Linked DNA regions of Rattus norvegicus: region 2 is linked to region 1. Evidence: chromatin contacts called from public Hi-C data. All regions are on one chromosome and are shown on one strand. Each heading gives the region's core, a stretch centred on a gene start, on an enhancer-like site or on the middle of the called end of the contact. The rest is flanking DNA. Distances are from core to core; before and after follow the strand shown.

What was found. A called contact is a pair of places that touch in the nucleus more often than the background predicts.
Region 2: a Hi-C map of frontal cortex shows a contact between it and region 1, with 2.2 times the contacts expected there. The contact joins the enhancer-like site here to the promoter of Ttc22 in region 1. A contact is called at or near these places in 4 of 12 Hi-C or Micro-C datasets (the A7r5 cell line, the Rat2 cell line, frontal cortex and 1 more).

The regions. Positions count from the first base shown.
Region 1 is chr5:126,633,622-126,636,656 of GRCr8, reverse strand. It overlaps Ttc22 (tetratricopeptide repeat domain 22), which reads right to left and starts at 1,508. Exons shown (of 7, transcript NM_001106671.1): 1 at 835-1,508. The coding sequence starts at 1,401.
Region 2 is chr5:126,837,949-126,841,196 of GRCr8, reverse strand. It overlaps LOC134479026 (a long non-coding RNA gene), which reads left to right. Exons shown (of 2, transcript XR_010051966.1): 1 at 1-866; 2 at 1,864-3,248. Among named protein-coding and RNA genes, the nearest start is that of Acot11, 35 kb to the right of the region's middle. Within about 2 kb of position 1,511, at least 46 of the 93 cell types and tissues checked have an H3K27ac peak or open chromatin away from gene starts, as enhancers often do. A contact at or near this core is called in the A7r5 cell line and liver, where this site is marked.

The sequences.
Region 1 (3,035 bases), core at 259-2,758:
GTACGCCAGGATCTATTAAGTGCCAGGACCTTTGAGTATCACTGTGTACCCATGACACTGGTTTACGGTGAGAAATCAGATGACCACTGTGCCCCCTCTCAAAACTGTTGAGACTGAGCCGGAGGGACAGGCTAGAGGGACAATTGGAACACTGCTGGGGAAGCTGAGAGGGTGCTGTGACCAGCCTGGAACCACAGAGGCTTCCTTGGAAGGGAAATTTTGAAGCAAGGTACTGCAGGAAGAGGCAGATAAGACAGAGGAAGGAAGAGAGCTATATGGAGCCTGCCCACAGTGGACGGAGTGGTTGTAGGATGAGGTGAAAGCCTGAATGGAGGATGGAGGGCCTTGGATGTCACTCAAACCTAGGAGTCGGGGGTGGGATGGGGTGGTTGGGAGCCGAGTTGAGGATGTAGTCAGTGAGCTGCAGCGACTGTATCAGCAGCATAGTGAAACATGGGGCAGGAGAGCCGAGCTGAGGGTGACCACAAAGTTCAGGCAGGACGTTTCAGAGGCTGGGCTGGCAGAGGAAGGCTAGGGAGGAGAGGGAAGCTCTTATAAACTGAGGCAGTGGCAAATTTTGGGGACTAAACAGAGAGGAGAGAGGAGGAAGAAAAATCCGCCAAGGTTTTGGTGTCTGATTGTACCTCTTACTTGCTGGCAGAGGAGGGAGAAGAAGGGATGTGTTAGCCTGGTTGGAGGATTTGTCTTGGGGCTGAAACAGAAAGCTAGGTAGGCAGCACCCAGGAACGCAAAGCTACCCGGTGACCTGGGCAGGAAATGGTGGCGGGCATCCCAGCAAAGGAAATGAATGACTACAGTCCTTTCAGCACCCACCTGCTGACCGTAGCCCAGCGCTTTGTCGTAGAGTGCGATGCCCGCCTCCAGCACCTGAGCACGCTCCTCTGGACTGGCACAGCCCACGTCGAAGCCATGTGCATATCCCTGCTCCGCCAGGCAGCGGGCAGCGCGGAGCCGGGGGTCTCGGGCATCCTCGGGGTCCCCTGCCAGGCCCATAAGGCTGGCCAGTCGCCCGGCGGACGCTTCCTCCTCTTCCTCCTGGCCCAGCTGCCCGTAGACGTGTGCCAGATTGGCCCAGGCGTTGAGGTTGCCAGGGTCTTTGCGGGCCACTTCCAGGAAATGCTCGCGGGCATCACCCAGCTCCTCCAGGTAGAAGGAAAAGGCTCCCAAGAGGTGACGCACAGCAGGCAGCTGCGGGGTGGCCACCAGCTCCAGTTCCTGCCGCAGACCCTCTCGCTGGAGCTTCAGGTCCCGGGCGCGCAGCTGGGCGGGTGAGCGCGGCTCGAAGTTGAGCTGCATCTCCAAGTGGAAGTGGCCAGGCAGATAGTCCAGTTCGTCGAGAAGTGTGTCCAGGTCCTCAGCTCCGGCCTCAGGCTCCGTCATGGCTGCCCCTGGCTGCCCTGGCCTCCTCTAACTCCCAAGGACAGTGGATGGGGCAGCCCCGGAGGGAGCCCCGCACGCACGGCGGTCCTGGGCACCTCTTGCAAGTGGGTGGCTCCCAGAGCAGACGAAGGGCTCGCCCTGTAGCTGTTTCCGCTTTCGCTGCTAGACAGCAGCATTGCACAAGCAGGTGTGCCTGAAAAACAGGTGTGGTGCATTGCCAAGTGCGAGGCTCACAAACCCAGTAAGTGGCAAAGGCAGATTTCAGCTACTCAGCAGATGAAGAGAGGTTCAGAAAAGAAAGGTGTCAACGTCACAGAACCAGGTAATGCCCAAGGAGACCTGGAACCTCAGGTTGCCCAGGCCGGCCAAGTCCTTCCTCCATTGGCATTGCTCCACCCTCCACACGGAGCTGTCAGGACAGGCCCTTCCAGCTAAGCAAGCCTTGCTCACTCCAGAGCTGTGTGTGTTCTGGAGCCCTTCTGCCGAGCACAGCGGGCCACCGCCCTCCCGTCTTTCTCCAGACTGTGCATCTGGCTTCTCAACTGAATATCTCGGCTCTCCTCTGCTCAGCAGTGGGCCGAGACTGCAAAACTAAGGCGCCTAGATCTACGTTTGTTTCTCCGTCCCTAATAAAGCACAATCCCTTATACTTCGGCTTTTCCTCCTCTGTGACATGCCACAGTTCCCTGTGAAGGACCAGGAGATACATAGGTAAAACTGATGGATGCCTGCCCTGGATATGCGTGGCTTCACTTGTCTGGATCAGTGCCCAGCTGGTCCCACTCCCTGCTCTGAGACTGCTGTCTTCCTGCTCTATGCTATCTCCCTCAGGGGCCATCTGGCTTCTAGCGTCCAGGTTGAACTGGGGTGCCCTGTAGACTAGGCTTTCCAGCATGTCTGACCTTGGACTCTTCCTAACTCATCCTGAGGCTGGGCTCTTGCGGCACCATCCCCCCCCCCCCCCCCCAGCTCGTCAGAAGGAGACCGGCGTTTTCACCAGAGAAAATAGAGTCAGTTAGTGAATTTGAAGAAACCATGACTTCAGCAATATTTTCAAGTCAAAACAATTGGATGCTGTTTGTACTGATTTTAAATTTGAATGTAATACATTTAATACTTTTTGAAAGCCTTTTAGAATTTGTTTTGATGGTTCCTTTTTTTTATTTGCATTGGTGTTTCACCTGCATATGTGTCTGCGTGAGGGTGTGTTGGATCCCCTGGAACTAGAATTACAGACAATTGTGAGTTGCCATGTGAGTGCTGGGAAATGAACCAAGGTTCCCCTGGTTCCCAGTGCTCTTAACCGCTGAGCCATTGCTCCAGCCCCCATTTAATAGTTTTGAATGCAAAACTTATCATAAGCTGCTGTCCATATCGAGATGAAGCAACCTCTCATTGCATTGAAGTATCAGGAAGGGATTTCCAGAGAGCTTAACTTTCTGACTTTTTTCAGGCTGTGACAGCATATAGTTAATACAAAAATTTCCATTTTGTCCAAAAAAAAAAACCCCATATTTATTGTGTGTTTGTGTGGTGGGGGAACATCTTGGCGCCCCTATGTAGATCAGAGGACAACTTTCAGAAGTCAGTTTTCGTCCCGTTGCTTTTTTTTTTTTTTTTTTTTTTTTTATGCC
Region 2 (3,248 bases), core at 262-2,761, 200 kb before region 1:
TCACATTAGGTGGTTCACAAGTGCCTGTAACTCCAGTTCCAGGGGCTCCAAAGGCCTCTTCTGGCTTGTGGGGACACCCACATACATGTGGCGTACATTCAACCAAACACACACATACAAATAAGAAATTAAAATAAATCTAAAACGACACCCATGTCACTCACACACACACACACACACACACACACACACACACACACACACACACTAACAATAAATAAATGGAGTAAAAGTTAATGGAGCCATGGCAGCATGATATCAGAGGAATTAAAGGGCACCCAGCTCAGCCTGAGAGGTTCAGAAAGTCTCCTTGGAGGAGGGGCTCTGTGTCCTTTGGGTGGGCTGAGGACCCAGAGAATACCTGCATACCTACTGAGTCTGTTGTTTTCTCGTCTCACCAGAAGATCCCTGGTTTGGTGTGCGTCCAAGAAGCCGGTGCCCACATCTGTTTGGGGCCCCTTCCTTCCCCTCTTCCTCCCTCCCTCTCCAGGCCTGCAGGCTCACTCATGCCTCTAACTCTAGGTCTGGCTGAGGAAAATTAAGTCGATGGGGAGGGAGGAGTTGACAAATAGAAGGTCTGGTAATTGAATTTTTCCCTCTCCCTCTGCCCAGAGAGAGCTGGAAGAATGGCTCTCAAGAGCAGCTCTCCCTGCTCAGGGACCCCGGGCAGTTTCACCCCTCCCTGTCTAAGCCAGTGACAGGGATACAGAAGAAGCAGAACCTTCTAGCATCTTGAGAGCTAAGCTTTGTACAGAGAGGGAAACTGAGCCAGTGGAGATGGCAGGTCTGCTCCCTGGGTGCCCAGTGTGCTAAAACAGAAGCCAGGACTGGAAGACACAGGCCAGATAGGTCAACTTTCCAAGAAGGTGGGAGCAGGTTGCTGGGGGCTGGGGTGGGGGGGGTCATGTTCAGCAGTGCTACCCTGCCCAACCAGTGCAAAACCCCAGGGTTCACTAAATGCTCATCTCTGTCAATTCCTAAGTCCCGGTGAGCTTTTCTACAGACCAGCTAAGTTGCTGGGCTAGCCTTCTAGCTAGCAGGTCTTTCTTCAGGTGAAACACCTCCTTGGGGACAAATTGTGTGTGTGTGTGTGTGTGTGTGTGTGTGTGTGTGTGTGTGTGTGTGTTCACAGCTGGTGCTGAAGGGCAGAGGGAAGGCTAGGCTGGAAGTAACCACAGGCTGCCAGGATCACTATTCTGAAAAAGGGGGAGGGCAGTGTGCGTCTCACTGGTTAAGGGGAATTAGGGAGAGCAAAGGCCCTTGTTTGGCCCCCAGTCAAAGGGTCTGCTTTGCTTCATTGGAAGGATGAAGTTCCTTCACTGGAAGGGTGAGGTTTCTGGGAGATTAGGTTCTAGTCGTAGGCCAGTGTCAGGAGTCAAACCAAGGGAGCTTGGACTTAGATAGGCTTCGCCCATGCGGAGGCGGCTTCGGGGCGGGACGGGACAGGACGGGAGGGTGGGGGGTGCCCGCCTAGCTCCGCCAAGGCAGGAGGGAGCTGCGACAGGCGCCTACCCCGCCACCCGGCCCAGCGGGCGTGGGCGCCGCGGCACCGCCTAGCTGAGCGGCGGCGGCTGGCTGCTGCGGGAGCGTTTGATTTATTAAGCTAATGTTCTAGCACATTTTCTCCATCCCGTAATGAGCTGTTTCCACCAGGGGGTGTCTGCAGAGCGACTGCGGCTTCCGGCCGCTCCGGGAGGGAGGCTGAGCTGGCGGGCAGCAAGGGGGTGTCTGTGGGGTGCGGTCTGTGCTCCTCGGAAGGGTGACTTGCAAAGCCTGGGCGGGCGATCCGCTGGAGAGGTGGAGGGGGAGCCAGGGCCCTGCAGCCTACTAACGACCCAGCTTTTCTCTCTCTCCTCCCTCCAGCCAGATACGTGAACACCTTGAGACTGCAGAGGACTGGCTCCCAACCCTCTCTCACCTCCTGGCATTCGGTTCTGAGTGACCCTCACCCACATCCCATTCTTCTGAGGCTTCTGAGTTTCAGTCTGCTCACTCCTGCTGGCCAGCGAGCTCCCTTGGCTGGATTTCTATGACTTGAGGCAACAGATATGGCCTTTTGCATTCAGACACATCTAGGTTCAAAACCCATCCCAGCTACCTTCTAGCAGTGGCCACTGGACTGTTCTCTATTTTTTTTTAAATGGCAGTGAAGACTGGTCTGTGGGGCTGCTGTGGAGTTTAGTGACCCTACTCATGAAGCTCTGTACTGTGTCAACCATCCCTAGACACTAGGGCAGACAGACATCCTAGGCAATTGAGCTGACAACGCGTGGGACAGCAGCACCAAGATGTCACCTGCACCCACAGGCCTCACCTGTACTTCTTTTTAATTTTGTTTTTTTTGAGACAGGGTTTCTCTGTGTAACCTTGGCTGTCCTGAAACTCACTCTGTAGACCAGGCTGGCCTTGAACTCAGAGATCCTCCTGCCTTACCTCTGAGTGCTGGGATTAAAGGCATGCGCCATAGCCTCCCAACTTCACCTGGTCTTAATTGTGCACCCACAGGCCCCACCAGCAACCATAGATGAGCGTTTTCTGCACAGAGGGTACTTGATGTTTTTTCTCAGGAAACCCACTTAGCCTCTCCTCATAGCTTCTGACTGGCACTCCTTCCTTCACACCTGTCCTTTGTTGCTCTTTTTCCTGAACCCAGGCCTTACACCTAGAGGGTGCTTATCAGGATGTGGCCCTTAACTATACGTCTTGAAGATCCTGTCCCACTGACTCAGGCCTGGGAGGGACAGTGGCCTGACTAACTCAGGCCTATTGAGAGGTGTCTCAATCTGCTTTCTGTTGCCAACAGCTCAGTGCCACAGACAGGGTGAGGTGGAAAGAGAATGAAGTTCCGGTTTACTGTTATGGGCCACATCTGGTGATGGCTTTTCTGCTGGCAGTGTCCCAAGGTGCAAGGCATCATGTAGTAAAAGTCAGTCTCTCTCTCTCTCTCTCTCTCTCTCTCTCTCTCTCTCTCTCTGTTCTGGTCTCTTCTAAAGCCATCAGGATTCAATCATAGACCTCTGTTCTGATGAACTTTTCTAATCCAACCATTTCCTTTATTTTTAAAATTAAGTGTATTTATTGTGCATGTGTGTGTGTGTGTGTGGCACATGTGTGCAGGTCAGAGAACAATTGCAGGAGTCCATTCTTTTCTTCTGCCATGTGGGTTTTGGGGATTGAATTCAGTTTTCAGGTTTCTATGGCAAACATCCTTACCCACGGAGCCATCTTGTAGACCCAAGACACACCTT